Regions from separate parts of the Mus musculus genome. Here region 2 is linked to region 1. A link is a contact called in public promoter capture Hi-C data. All regions are on one chromosome and are shown on one strand. The core of a region is the stretch at or near the end of the contact, and the rest is flanking DNA. Distances in the headings are between cores, read along the strand shown.

What was found. Promoter capture Hi-C pulls out the DNA fragments that hold promoters and counts their contacts.
Region 2: a promoter capture Hi-C map of pre-B cells shows a contact between it and region 1, with 5 times the contacts expected there. The contact joins the promoter of Nprl2 here to the promoter of Tlr9 in region 1. A contact is called at or near these places in 1 of 39 promoter capture datasets (pre-B cells), 2 of 115 datasets of contacts at active chromatin or transcription factors (bone marrow-derived macrophages and pancreatic cancer cells) and 1 of 9 other capture datasets (pancreatic islet).

The regions. Positions count from the first base shown.
Region 1 is chr9:106,216,865-106,223,890 of GRCm38.p6, forward strand. Tlr9 (toll-like receptor 9) reads left to right here and starts at 5,734. Exons shown (of 2, transcript NM_031178.2): 1 at 5,734-5,842; 2 at 6,651-7,026. The coding sequence starts at 5,840.
Region 2 is chr9:107,539,050-107,546,767 of GRCm38.p6, forward strand. Nprl2 (NPR2 like, GATOR1 complex subunit) reads left to right here and starts at 3,160. Exons shown (of 11, transcript NM_018879.2): 1 at 3,160-3,404; 2 at 3,933-4,024; 3 at 4,119-4,287; 4 at 4,458-4,566; 5 at 5,102-5,238; 6 at 5,331-5,428; 7 at 5,549-5,585; 8 at 5,698-5,791; 9 at 5,865-5,982; 10 at 6,196-6,338; 11 at 6,442-6,657. The coding sequence starts at 3,327. The coding sequence ends at 6,509. Cyb561d2 (cytochrome b-561 domain containing 2) reads right to left here and starts at 3,144. Exons shown (of 4, transcript NM_001357289.1): 1 at 2,986-3,144; 2 at 2,448-2,601; 3 at 1,954-1,991; 4 at 1-1,336. The coding sequence starts at 2,574. The coding sequence ends at 833.

The DNA of each region.
Region 1 (7,026 bases), core at 4,484-6,983:
GTCCTTTAACCTCTGGGAAAGGGCCCACGTTTGATACTCAGCAGTAGCCAGGGGTGTAGTCTGTGCCTCTGAAGAGTGGTTGAAACACCTCCTGTCACAGCTGGAGAAACATTCAGCTGCTGGTTGGACACTGTCGTTTTTCCTAGCTCAGGACATTGTCCCATTGCAGGAGTCCCTTTTCAACCTCTATGAAAGCCCCTAGGATTATGGACAAAAAAGATGGGGCCCTGGTAAAGATCCACAAGAGACTCAGCCCAAATACTGGTTCTCAGGGGGGCAAGAAGGTTCTCACGCTGCTGAGTCAGCTAGATTATTGGTACCTTGGACCCTTCCTGCTATGAGATCCACTCCGCCGAGGGAGAGCCAGGAGACTGGTGTCGAACCCTGCCACTTTCGGGAGAATGGTCATTCATTCATTCATTCTCATTCATTCATTCATTCATTCATTCATTCATTCATTCATTCATTCATTCATTCGAATTTCACTCAAAGATAACCCAGACTGCCTATCCAAAGCCGAGTGCTGTGGGCAGTACATAGATTCAGCAGATACCGAGCAGCACTGCAGACACAGATGGAAGTTTTTATCCTCAAGAAACGAACATTTCAACAGGAGAGTAAGACAGTATACAACCAAGCAGGAAGGGTGGCTGATATAGAGTGGTAGCTGTTGAAAAATGCTATGCAAATTGAAAACCGGTCGGCCACAGTGCTCAGGAGAGCCAGATCTGGGCTGGTCGGCCACAGTGCTCGGGAGAGCCAGATCTAGGCTGGCAGGTTTATTTACTTCTGTCTATATTTCTTTTTTCTTTTTTTAAAAAAAGATTTATTTTATTATTATATCTAAGTACACTGTAGCTGTCTTCAGACACACCAGAAGAGGGCATCAGATCTTATTAAGGATGGTTGTGAGCCACCATGTGGTTGCTGGGATTTGAACTCATGACCTTTGGAAGAGCAGTCAGTGCTCTTACCCGCTGAGCCATCTCTCCAGCCCCCTGTCTATATTTCTTTTGAGTCAGGGTTTCCCTATGTAGTCCAGGCAGGCCTTGAACTCTGTTCTCCTACATCATCCTCGATGGAAGGATGGGTGTGGAGCTCAGCTGGGAGGTTCATCAGAGGGTCAGGAAAAGCCCCCACGGAGCGAGGGTGATGTGTGTAAAGGCAGAAGGCAAACTGGATCACGTGGGGGATTGTGACTTTCCTTCTACCGAGAGGCTGCTGACCACTGGCCTCAAGGACAAAGGAAGCAGGAGGGGAAGGGAGGGCTCAGATGTCGGGGATACACTGAGCAGATTGACGTCCAGGATCAGCGTCAGTGAGACAGCTCAGCTTTGTTGGGGTGAGCAAGGGTTATATAATCTTGAGGAGCGGGTAGGAATTTTCAGGGTGAATATACATTATTGGCTACAGTGGAGGTACCTCATTTACATAAAGAGGAGTTCCAAGCACCTGTGGGTGGGTTCTTTCTGGAGAGAGGAAATTGAACCTGTAAGTTGGCCACAGGCTACCCGACTTTCCTCAGAGGTTTCTTGGGGTTACAGGTGGGGAGGATTGATTGGTTATACACAGTACCTACTTATCATACGGTGGGAAGGGCTGAGGGGTGTTATGTGATGCAGTACTGGGGAGAAGTGGAAGGACAGAGCACACAGAGCCACTGCATGGACAGTGACTAGGACTCGGGATAGTTATGGAAGGATCTGTGTTGCAGGATATTTGATCACACTGTGAACCCCAAGATTGTGAGCAAAACAAAACAAAACAAAAAACAAAAACCTGTTTCTAGTTGTGGTGTGGCCCAGTCCTTAGCACATTCTTTAATCCCTCTAGCTGAGATTCAGACACACCCTTAGTACACACCTTTACACAAATAATGAAGGTAAAATAGTTTGTAGAAGGAAGCACCCATGTTTGAAAGTGATGGCTAATTGAGTGGCAGACAAAGTGATGAATCAGAGAAAGAGTTGACAGACTAGGATAGGCCCAACTCTCAGGAGAAGAGAGAGGAAAGGGAAGCTACATACGAGAGAAAGCATCAGAGAGAAAGGGGGAGGCAGTTTTATGGGGAGAATTTTACAGAGACAGAACATTAAAGACAGAACGATCCAGAGAATGAGAAGGAGCCAGAAGATTAGAACATATTGCCAAAGTTCGTTTAAAGCCAAGCAGAGCATCTCAATCAGAAATTGAGAGAAGCTAGATCGAATGAGCTTGGAGAGGAGTTTGAGCCAGAACAGCTGAGTTGAGTCAGCCAGCCAGCTCTCAGAAAGAACTAGAAGGGGTGAGCTTATTCAGCAGCAAGTCTCAGAGGCTGAAAACATTTTAGACCTAGACAAGAAGATTGTAAAGAGGCTAGAAGCTTCCGGGACTAGGCCTAGGTTAGCAGATGGGCAGGCAGTAAATCCTCTAAGCCAACAATTAATAGAGTAGAATAAAGTTACTTTTATAGATCTGGGCAAAGGAGGGACCCAGAATGAAAGTATTTGAACAGAGGCTACTGGAGAGATGACTCAGCAGTTAAGAGCACTGGCTGCTTTCCCAAAAGACCTGGGTTCAATTCCCAGCAACTACATGGCGGCTCACAGCTGTGTGTGCCAGTTGCAGGGGATCTGGCATGCTCTTCTGACTGCCTCAGATACCAGGTAAGCAAGAGGTACTTAGACATACATGCAGGCAACACACACGTATGCACACACACATATGTATTTCCATATATTTGTGCACCTATATGGAGAGAGTGTGTCTTAGTTAGGGTTTTACTGCTGTGAACTAACACCATGACCAAGGCAACCCTTATAAGGACAATATTTAATTGGGGCTGACTTACAGGTTCAGAGGTTCAGTCCATAATCATCAAGACAGGAGCATGGCATCATCTAGGCAGGCATGGTGCAGAGGAGCTGAGAGTTCTACATCTGAAGGCTGCTAGTGGAAGACTGACTTCCAGACAACTAGGATGAAAGTCTTAAAGCCCATGCCCACAGGGCCATAGCTTCTAATAGTGCCACTCCCTGGGCCAAGCATATACAAACCATCACAGAGAGAGAGAAAGGTTTGAACAAGCCTTTCCAGGGGCTCAATATGGACAGGCTGCAGGGGACTTGAGCAGGACGTGTGTGTGTGTGTGGGGGGGAGTCTAGATTAGAGATGATGTCAGCTCAGGCAGCAGGTGGATAGGCAGGTTGTGAGCAGTGGGCAGTTTCTAAAGGGACAGAATCAGGGCTTAATGTCTCTCCAGGGTCTCTGGGGCTTTGAGCTTGAAGAACCAGCTCTAGTCACCAGGGCCAAAGGAGAAGGTGACAGCCAAGTAGGTCAGCGTTGGGTAGCACTTACCTCCAAGGAAGGCTGAGGAGGCTCCTGGAGGGGTCAAACAGGGAAGTGAACCCCATAAAGAAACAAAACTGAAAACCAGCGGCCATAAAGAAACAAAAATGAAAACCAGTGGCTAGGCATGTGGCGCACGCCTTTAGTCCCAGCACTCGGGAGGCAGAGGATGGCAGATTTCTGAGTTTGAGGCCAGCCTGGTCTACAAAGTGAGTTCCAGGACAGCCAGGGCTATACAGAGAAACCCTGTCTCGAAAACCAAAAAAAAAAAAAAAAAAAAAAAAAAAAAAAGAATGAAAACCAGGTGCAGATTGACTTTGTCAACCTGGATCAGACTTTGGAAACCTTAATAACACGCGGTTTATTCCCAATGGATTTCAGCCCAGTGTAATTTGGGGGTGGGGGGAAGTTACCTGGTATAATACTATCCCTGAAGCACAAGGATGAAGAATTACATTGAAACTCAACTCTGGGTAAAAGATGGGTTCTAGAAGTAGGCTACCTGTACTAGCTTATGGGTCTGGCCTGGTCTCAGTCATACAGATAGCACAGAAGTCATTTGGGCTATTAGCCACCCCTAGTCCTGGTTGTGGGAGCTTGGAGGGGTCTCTGGCTGCAACAGTCATTTAGATTACTCGCTGTTGGTTAACAGATTCCACTAGGCTCCTCCCAAGGACCTAGGCTTGTGCCATCACCTGCCATCTACCAGTTGCAGCGGGCGAAGCAGAGGCACAGCTTATAAAGAGGACTAATTGCTACCTCAGCACTCCCCCACTGTCCTCCTTTTCTCTGCCTCTACCCCCTTTCCAGGTCCCCATTCCCCTCCTTTCCCCCCACAATAAACTTCCCTTAAATCAGGCCTGTCACGTGACATGATTTCTCCTTGGCCTGCCAAGTACTCCCTGACTCCCACCACAATTTATATATTTTGTAACACTGGCCACCTCTGGTCCTGGTTGTAGGAGCTTGTTGTGGTCTGGCCCAACATCACCAGAAGGTTAATCACTTTCTGCCCTCACCTTTCCGCATGGAAGAACAGGTTTTTCATCTTTCCCATGAGAAAGACAACCCAGTGTGCTTAACGTTCTTGGTTCCTCTGGCGATCTCTGTAGGCACAAGGACCTCCTGGCTGTGCTTCCAACCGGTGAACCATTCCATCCCCCAGGGAGATAGGGTGGTGTGGCATACACCTTTGATCACAGCACGCAAGAGACAAGAGGCAGGCTACAGAATGAGTTACAGAACAGCCAGGGCTAGAAACTTAGTCTTGAGGAAACAAATAAACAAACAAAAACACCTCAGGATATAAACAACTGAAAAAAAGCTTCAGGAAGTTCCTGAAAGTGACCAGATGCAATTGGTCCTCCCTAAGCTTATATGGACAGTGGAGACTGCTAAGAAGCACGCTCAGACAAAGGGAGGTGCACAGAGGAGCTTGAAAGAAGCAGAGACCAGCTGAGCTGCCTGAAAAAGGCTCAGACCAACTGTCTTGCCTGGACAATTCACTGTCCAACTGGGATAGTGTCTCCCACTCTGCATCCCCACTTCCCACAATGCCCCAGGTTGAGCTGTCAATACATTGTGCCATGAGCTCTCCATTTCTAGCTTCTGTAGTATCCATGACCTATGCTTTGGTGATACAGCTGTCTTTGAGTCATCTCTGCTCCTTTTAGTAACCCCTCATCCATACTTCAACCAGTAACTCCAATAAAATTCATTGGTAAACCAACTTGGACGTCAGTGGTACCTCGGTTTTGGTCTGTCATTGGTCTGTCACTTGGGTGAGTACACACTTGCTCACATCTCCCCAGGAACAGTGTCACATGACAGCAAGATCAGCCAGAATCTTGGCTGGACCAGCCGCAGCCTACCTCAGAAGCTCCAGCAGCTTGCTGTGCTCTGGGGTCTGGAGTCTGACTGGGCGTTTCGGGAAGTGGAGATGCAGAGTGGGAGATACTATTGCTGGAAGAGATGTGAAGGCTGCCGTAGTAGGAAAGCAGATGTTGGCTCCAGCCTCTGGCTCACAGATGCTCTCCATAGAGTTCTGGGGATAGAGTAGGTGAGAGAGCCACTGTCCCGAGAGCACCCATGAGACAGGCACTGAGGCATGAGAGTGAGGTGACACCCTCCTCACGAGGGTCAGTGCTCTGCCTAGCTCTGGTGCTATTAAAATCTGGTTTCTCATTGACCTTGGGCTGGAGTCTGGGTTTTGGTTCCTTCCCACAGCTCTTTGGGGGGTGGGGGGCATATGTGATACCCTTTGGCTGATTGTGGGGTGGGGAGGAGAGTGGAAAGAGGAAGGGGTTGAGGGGGTTATCTGTCTGCCATCTGACTATGCAAATGATGTGTGACTCATTGTACCACCTGCTCTTTCAGGGTAGGGACAAAGTAGCTACTAAGCTGTAGTGAAAGTGTCACTTCCTCAATTCTCTGAGAGACCCTGGTGTGGAACATCATTCTCTGCCGCCCAGTTTGTCAGAGGGAGCCTCGGGAGAATCCTCCATCTCCCAACATGGTAGGACCCCAGTTCTTAGCCCCCCTGGGGGGAGGGGCACCATGGGAAGGGACAGCAATGGAAAGGACTGTCCACTTTGTGCCCTTGGGACACTCATGGAACCCTAAGGGAATTGGAGCAAAAGCCATCCCCTGAGCAGAGAGTTGAACCTGCTGGGTGGATGGGGAGGCTAAAGCCCCAGACTTCGGTTAATGGTAGCACTTGGCCTGCAGACCTGCCACCCACTGCTCATTCCGAGTCTTCGACCTCTCGGCAGGTTGAGGGTTCTCAAGTCAGACTGGGGAGTCAGATGGGGGCTAACAAGAGCCAGCAAGTGCCGTCAAAGCCTAGATGGAACCCAACCTATACCTCAGTAAGGGTTCAGTCTTCCCTGCATTTTGGTCAAGGAGAATCCAGGAGGCTAGTGGAGCAAGGCTTCAGGGGGGTGGGGTGGAGGTACAGATCTCAGGCAGCTGCTGTGGTCAGGAGGAAAAAGCTGAGGCCCCAGAGGAGAGGAAGAGAAAGTGGGAGAGCCCCAGTAGGCCTGCTGGAGGCTGTCTCGGCTCTGCTACGGGTTGTGTTCTGAGCAAAAGCTCCAAGTCTGGGGCCTGGATTCCAGCCTAGTCCTGGTTCTGTGTCCTTGCTCTGAGCGGCTGTGCCTAAACCCAAATGGTGGATCTGAGTAGCTAGAAGGAGGCTGGTTGTTGGGGCAGTGGGGAAACACTTGAAGACGACTTGGAAGCCCTGAAGAAAGTCCCAGTGTGGAGGAGAGGGTAGAAGAGTGTACAATGACAGTAGACACTTGCTCATTTAGCCCTGGCTCTCACAGGTTCTCCGTCGAAGGACTCTGCACCCCTTGTCCCTCCTGGTACAGGCTGCAGTGCTGGCTGAGACTCTGGCCCTGGGTACCCTGCCTGCCTTCCTACCCTGTGAGCTGAAGCCTCATGGCCTGGTGGACTGCAATTGGCTGTTCCTGAAGTCTGTACCCCGTTTCTCTGCGGCAGCATCCTGCTCCAACATCACCCGCCTCTCCTTGATCTCCAACCGTATCCACCACCTGCACAACTCTGACTTCGTCCACCTGTCCAACCTGCGGCAGCTGAACCTCAAGTGGAACTGTCCACCCACTGGCCTTAGCCCCCTGCACTTCTCTTGCCACATGACCATTGAGCCCAGAACCTTCCTGGCTATGCGTACACTGGAGG
Region 2 (7,718 bases), core at 1,910-4,409, 1.3 Mb after region 1:
GGTCCCAGCACTACATAAGTGGGGCATGGTATGGACATACATGGTACATACATCTATAATCCTAGCACTGCGGTGAAACAGGAGAATCTGAAGTCTGTCATCCTAGGCCATGTTGTGAGTTCAAAGCCCACCTGGGAGACTTGAAACCTTGTCTCAGAAACAGAAGGCAAATTTCTCTTGTTCATGATTCTACTTTCTTTTTCCCTTTTGAGACAGGATCTTACTATGTAGCCTTGGTTGGCTTAGAGCTCACAGAGATCTGCCCGCCACCACAAATGACCATGGTTCAACTTCTAAGTCCATCTCCTGTCACTGGCCATAGTCTCCAGACTCTAGCACAATTAGCTGGAAATAGCTGTGCCGTCCACACTTAGCCCCCCAATGCACTGGGATCAGAGGAAGTTTCACAGCAGGCTCTGAGGACTCCCATTCAAGGAGGGGCCCCTCCTTACCCAGCTGACCATTTTCTTACCATGATGCATTAGCAAGAACCATCCTCAACTCTGCGCTGCTCCTCCCGACAGGTTTTCAGGATTCTGTTTGTTTATTTTACTTTTCTTTCCTCCATGATTTCTGGACATACCAGTACAAATATAAGCTGTATGGCTGCTGGGGAGACTGTTGCAACTCCAACTTCACCCAGACACATGACCATGCTCCCCTGGGTTGACAGCAAGAAAAGGGAGACACTCTAGTGTGAGGAGATCTACCCCTGAGTGCCCTAGTCCCTGAAATGTCCCCAGACCCTGTCAGTTGTGAGAGTCCAACAGGTTCCGAGCTCCTGGTCCGAAGCTGAGGTGCAAATCCAGCCTTCGTAATAACTGGTGAGTGCTCATGGCTGGATCCTCTTGCGGTACAGGTAGGCATTGCTCACTTGGTTCATGATTACCAAACTGGTGAGGATGGGGCACAACACAGCCAGGTACCAGGCACCACCAGTGACAGTGGCAGTGAACCAGAGTGAGAACATGCCCAACAGGAGGCTGGCACTGCCCAGCAGGTAGCCCACCAACCCAGAAGTGGCGTGGTAGAGTTTCAGCTTTGCCAGGGGCCATCGGGGCAGCAACTTGGGGTAGAGCAGCCCCATGCCCCCTGAACACTGCAGACCTGCCCACAGCACAGCTAACAGCCCTGCCTGCCCATGCCGAGTGGTCAGGTGTGCTTTGCCAAGCTGCTCTTTGTGGAGGATGACAAGACCTAGACCCAGCAGAGCACAGAGTAGGGCCAGCAGCTGGAGCACCCAGTGGCAGCGTGCGCGGACCTTCCGAGAGAGGGACCGCAGCAGGGAACTCTCAGGAGAGAACATCAGGAGTGCCTCGGTCATCAGGAAGGAGAACTGAGGAGACAAAAACTCAAGTGAGCTCTGAGCACTTAACCCTCCACAAAGGTGCACCCCCTTCCGTCCCCTTCCCCCAAGGACAAAATGCTGCACTTGATAAGATGAAGGCCCTGTGTGGCACAAAATGGCTGCCCTGAGTAGTTAGAGCTGCCTCTCCAGACTTCTTCCTGGGTGTTTTTCTGAAATGTCACCTCGGCTATGTGACCCAGCAAACAAGGTTTGAGACATGGCAGTTATAAATGATTCACAAGCTTTGTCTCCCTTCCATGGGGCAGGATACAATTTCTTGGCAAGAGCTAGCCACACGGGTGCACTGTTTCAGGGACAATTAGATGCATCACCAGAAATTAAGGTTTTTAGGGACAGAGCAGCCTCCAAATGCCATTTCTCAGCTTCCTAGCTGGAGGTGAGAGAAGCCGCCCTTTTGTGCTTGGGTGAGCTTCATCTGTTCGTCCTGGGTCATGAATACCGTTTTCAAGCCTTGGATATTCGTCAGAAGCAGGAGTGAGGACATACAGCTCGTCTACACTGGCACTAAATGCCTACAAGGATTCTGAGAGCCACCAACAACGCCCACATTCTACCCCTAAAAGCTACCCAAACCCACTACTTACAGCCAGAGACATAAGAACGGGGTGCCAGGAGAACAGACCTGGAATGAGAAGAGGGCGCCTCATGGAACTAGGGAAAAAGAAACCAGCATACCAGGCTCTATAGCCGGGATGGACAGCCCATCCATCACCCAAGGAGGGGTCAAAATGCGAGCCTCCTCCAGTAACAAGCTCATCTTACCCACCCCCTGTTCTCTTCCCTGGACAGAAAGCACGCTCTGCCACTCCTCTGGCGGCTCCTTCCTCCAGCATCCCCACAAGTCAGGAATGAAATGCCAAATCAAAGGAAGAGAAGCCATGTACTTAAAGCTTGCCCTGGCGGGCAGAGCCCCCACACTGGTCTGCTCTTCCCACGACGTTAAATACGTTCAACAGAGAATATCCTTCAGCCAGTCAATCCTGTTCTCAGGAGTTACGCCCATCGTTTCCTACTGCCCCCTGTTCCCCAAGAGAAGTAGCTTTTCCCTTCCCATAAGTGGACTATGAATTCTACTTACTGGAGCCAGGTCTGGCAAGCACAGCAACAAAGATGGTAAAGCCTAACGCCACGAGGTGGGCTGCAGCCCCAGAGGCAGTGCGCAGAGCTCGGTAGATATGCGACTCCGTCTCCACAGAAAGGGCCATGGTCAGCCCAGCCGATAGCTGCACAGCCTGAAAGCATCGTAGGCGTTGGCAAGAGTGCCCACTGTCCACGCCCCTCACTGGGGACAGTAACTCAGGACAGAAATGGCACCTTTTCCCGGAGAAGTTATGACAGGAGCAGAGTAGTGCCGGCACTAACAGTCCCAACTTAGCAGTCTACCTGTCAAACACCTGTATTTGAAGTGGTAACGATCGCACCTTCCAAGTGGGAGGAGGAAGACTACAAATCCCAGAATGCAGCACGTCATCGTTAGCCGGAACGGAAGGCGTGGAGCACTACGGGAATTGTATTTCCCAGCTGCTTCCCTACCTAAGCGTGAATTTCTTTGCACACTGCCTCCCCATGTGCACCTGACACGCTGTACCTCCACCGTAGAATTTTGCCCTCCTCACCTGCTTCTCAGGTTCTACGCAGTGACTTCCTCCAAAATAAACTGGACCCTCGGCCCCGCCAGCCGCGCCACCGCTCCGTTACGGAGTAGCTTCACTTCCGGGTGCGATGTCTACCCACCCGAGACTTCCTGGGACAAGCCCCCTCCCATCCCATCCAGCGGCAACCACGCCCCCTGAGTCGCCCTGCGCAGGCGCTGTTGAGTTGACGGCTCGTTGGGTTTGCGCTCACAAACCTGTGTGACCTACCCGGGCCTCTTTCTCTTTTTGACAGGGTATTCCAAGGCGTAGAGGCGATCCCCACACGAAAAACAGGGATTACAGACTTGGATCCAGACAGCGCCATGGGCAGCAGCTGCCGCATCGAATGTATATTCTTCAGCGAGTTCCACCCAACGCTGGGACCCAAAATTACCTATCAGGTGCCTTCCACACTCCCGGACTAGGCGAGGGGAGGGATGCTCTCTGGAGCTCAGCTGGCCGCCTGGAGGGGTTGTGGTTCATCCACGCGTGTCTCTTCCATTGAATGGAGAGGGTACACAGACCCAGGTCTCCGGTTTCTAGTGTGGGGGAGGAGTTTTGTCCCCCAAACTGAATCAGGTTCTAGTGTGGGGGAGGAGTTTTGTCCCCCAAACAGAATCAGGCTATAGGTTTCGGGGAGGTGCTAAGGCTCATGAAGGTTTAGATGACCCAAGAGAAACACTGGACCAAGACAAATGATATATAAAAGTTAGGTGAGGGTAGAAAGGGGTATTCCAGGTAGTGGGAATAGTGAACGCAAAAGCCAAGGGAGCTTGCCAAAACATAGCATGTGTTTGGAAGCACAAAGTAGACCACTGGGTGGATGAGGGAAGAAAACGGTAGAGGGACTTGTGCCTGGGTGGGCTGTAAAAATCTGCCCGGACCCAACGTCCACTGAGGGAGCTCTCTCTCATGGCTGCCTTCTCCAGGTCCCTGAGGATTTCATCTCGCGAGAACTGTTTGACACGGTCCAGGTGTACATCATCACCAAGCCCGAGTTACAGAACAAGCTCATCACTGTGTGAGGCTTTAGTTGGGTGGGAGGAGAGGGGTCCCAGCCTGGCTTGGGGGTGGGGGTGGGGGCGGGGCAGGCTGACTCTGTTCTACCTCTCCAGCACAGCCATGGAGAAGAAGCTGATTGGCTGCCCCGTGTGCATTGAACACAAGAAGTACAGCCGCAATGCTCTCCTCTTCAACCTGGGCTTTGTGTGTGACGCTCAGGCTAAGACTTGTGCCCTGGAACCCATCGTTAAAAAGCTGGCCGGCTACTTGACCACGCTGGAGGTCTGCAGCAAGATGGGGCCAGGGTGGGTGGGTGGGTGCGTCCGTGGTGGGCACAGGTGGGGAGAGAGTTCCTGTGTCTTGAATCCCCAGCCTCCAGCAGCTAGCTCCATGTTGCTGCAGCAGGGAGCCTGAGGTGTGGTCACTCACTGTGCTGTCTGTGTCTTCCCCAGCTTGAGAGCAGCTTTGTATCCAACGAGGAGAGCAAGCAGAAGCTGGTGCCCATCATGACCATCCTGCTGGAAGAGCTGAATGCCTCCGGCCGCTGCACTCTGCCCATTGGTACGGCCGCCTCTGCCAGGACGGCAGATGAACAAGGGAAGGTTGGGGAAGTAGCAGGACACAGCCACTGGCAGAGGCAAAGATTCTTGAATAAGCTGGTGGGCAGGAAATAGCCATGGGTTGACACAGTGACATCTGAGGGTCCAGGGAACAATGGGGCTGGGGTTGGGGGAGCAGCCAGCAGAGCTCTTCAGCTCTTCTTCTTGTCATCCCCCTCTCTGGACCTCAGCTTCTCACTCCATAAAAGAGGACTAATGGGGCCAGGCGAGGTGGCGCACGCCTTTAAACCCAGCACTCGGGAGGCAGAGGCAGGCCGATTTCTGAGTTCGAGGCCAGCCTGGTCTACAGAGTAAGTTCCAGGCCAGCCAGGGCTACACAGAGAAACCCTGTCTTGAAAAACAAACAACAACAACAACAACAAAAGGACTAATGACCCTCCCGAGATCCACCTCAGTTAGTGCTAGGAGATTTTAGATAGTAATTGAGGGCTCCCTGGGAAAGATGACGCTGAGGATGTGGGTGGGGTCCCCTGCAGATGAATCCAACACCATCCACTTGAAGGTGATCGAGCAGCGGCCAGACCCTCCTGTTGCGCAGGAGTATGATGTGCCCGTCTTTACAAAGGACAAGGAGGATTTCTTCAGCTCACAGTGGGACCTTACCACACAGCAGGTATGCTAGCCCTCTCTTAGGAGATGCCCACCTTGGGCTATCCACAACTTTCGCCTTGGTGACCCTTGCTGACCCTGCCTTGCCCGGTACAGATCCTGCCCTACATTGACGGGTTTCGCCATGTCCAGAAGATCTCCGCTGAGGCAGACGTGGAACTCAACCTGGTGCGCATCGCCATTCAGAACCTGCTGTGAGTGAAGATCCGGTTAATGCCTGTTACGGAGCCGTGCCCGAGGAGACCTAAAGGATGCTCAGTATGAGGGAGGGTAGGCTCGCCGCCTAGAAGCTAAGCAGAGCTCTTTCTCACTAGGTACTATGGTGTTGTGACACTGGTATCCATCCTCCAGGTAGGTGAGTCTGGGATGCAGTTAAGTAAAATGTGACCCGTATGGCTGAGCCAGATCAAGCCAGACTCCCAAGGACATCCCTCAGGCCCTTGTGACCCCTGCTGTGTTCTAGTACTCCAATGTGTATTGCCCAACACCAAAAGTCCAGGATCTGGTGGATGACAAGTCCCTGCAGGAGGCATGTCTGTCCTACGTCACCAAGCAAGGTAATGGCAGTCCCTGGCGGGAGACTAATCCGGGAAGGACAGGACCATGTCGGACTAACCCTGGCACCCGCAGGACACAAAAGGGCCAGTCTCCGAGATGTGTTCCAGCTATACTGCAGCCTGAGCCCTGGTACCACTGTGCGAGACCTCATTGGCCGCCACCCCCAGCAGTTACAACACGTTGATGAAAGGTCAGACGGGCACTCTCGGGCATGGCGGGTTGGACTGTCTTGGGTCTCTCTGGAAGAGCCTTGAGTCAAATAAGAAGCAGGGGATTCCCTGAGGGTAGAAGTATGAAGCCTGCTTGTCCAGGCAGAGGGTGTGCTTGGAGGTCTCTCTAGCCCATAACGTACCACAGGGCTAGCGTGTCCGGGATATCACCTCTCTCCCCCACAATCGCTCAGGAAGCTGATCCAGTTTGGGCTGATGAAGAACCTTATCCGGAGACTACAGAAATATCCAGTCCGAGTGTCTCGGGAGGAGCGGAGCCACCCTGCCAGGCTTTACACGGGCTGTCACAGCTATGATGAGATCTGCTGCAAGACAGGTGGAGGCAGGCAGGGCAGGCTGGGTGAGGTGAGGGCTGAGTGGCCATGCCAGGGCAGCTGACCTTGCCTTGCTCACACCTCCTCCCCACCCCCCTGCCCCAGGCATGAGCTACCATGAGCTGGACGAGCGACTAGAAAATGACCCCAACATCATCATCTGCTGGAAGTGAGGCTGGCTAGCTGGAACATGTTACTATGGCTACTTGCCCCTACTAAGGCCTCCTTGGTCCACTGGAGCTAGACAAGTATGGTTGTACATATGGTCTGGAGGGTGAGACTCGGTTTTGTAAATAAAGTTATGTGTTTCATCCTGTGGAATATTGAGTACTGCTTCAGCCAACAACTAAAGACCAGTGAATGTGAAAGCCATGCCAACTGGCCTGGGCTGGCTGGAGCGCCATCTAGTGGGCAAAAATGTCAAACAGGCTGAAGGTTTTTGTTTGTTGATTGGTTGGTTTGTTTTGGGTTTTGAGGGATGAAGGAGGTTGATTTTTCTGAGACAAAGTCTCACTATGTAACTCTGGCTGTCCTGGGATTCACTACGTAGCCCAGGCTGGCCTACTCAGTCAGGGAGCTGACTACCTCTGCCTCTGAGTGCTGGGATTAAAGGTGGGCGCTGGAATGCCTGGCCACACTTAGATTTTTAACTTTTTGTTTGTTTGTTTTTTTATTTTTATTTTTTGGCGGTCAGTACGAGGTGGAGCTAAGACGGGCTGTTATAAAGCACAGAGTGGCCTGGAACTTCCTGATTTGAACTTCTGATTCTCCTGCCTTGGTCTCCTGAGTTAGTTAATTAGGATTATAGATTTATGTTCCCACACCCCACGTATGCAGTCCTGGGGACTGAAGCCAAGGCTCTGTGCATGCTAGACAGGCAAGTTCTCAGCTATGAGCACTGCTCTGGCCTATAAACCGAAAGAACTAGAATCAGGTAAGATGGATATAATATATTGGGACAGGAGCAAAAATTGCTCTGTATTAGATGGCCAAGGAGGATCTGAGTGACTGAGCCTTGAAGGAGTAAGACTATTCCAGAAGAAATAAGGCAAGGGCCCAAACATGGTGGCGCATGCTTGTGATGCTAACACTAAGGAGGCTGACACAAGTGAATTAGTTCAAAGACAGCTTGGACTATACAGAGTTAAAGCCAGCCTGGCTGACATAGTCAAACCCTGTCTCAGAAAGCCTGTAGGAGGAACTCAGGGAAAGCTCATGAGGTTGGGACGTGGAAAACAAGCACGGTGGTGCACGCCTCAATCCACAACACTGGGGAAGCCGACCAAGAAGAAGGAAAGCTTAAACCAGCCCTGGCTCTATAGCGAGCTCCGTGTCGGTCTTGGCTATATAATGAGAATCCATCTCAAAGAGAGGATGGGGTT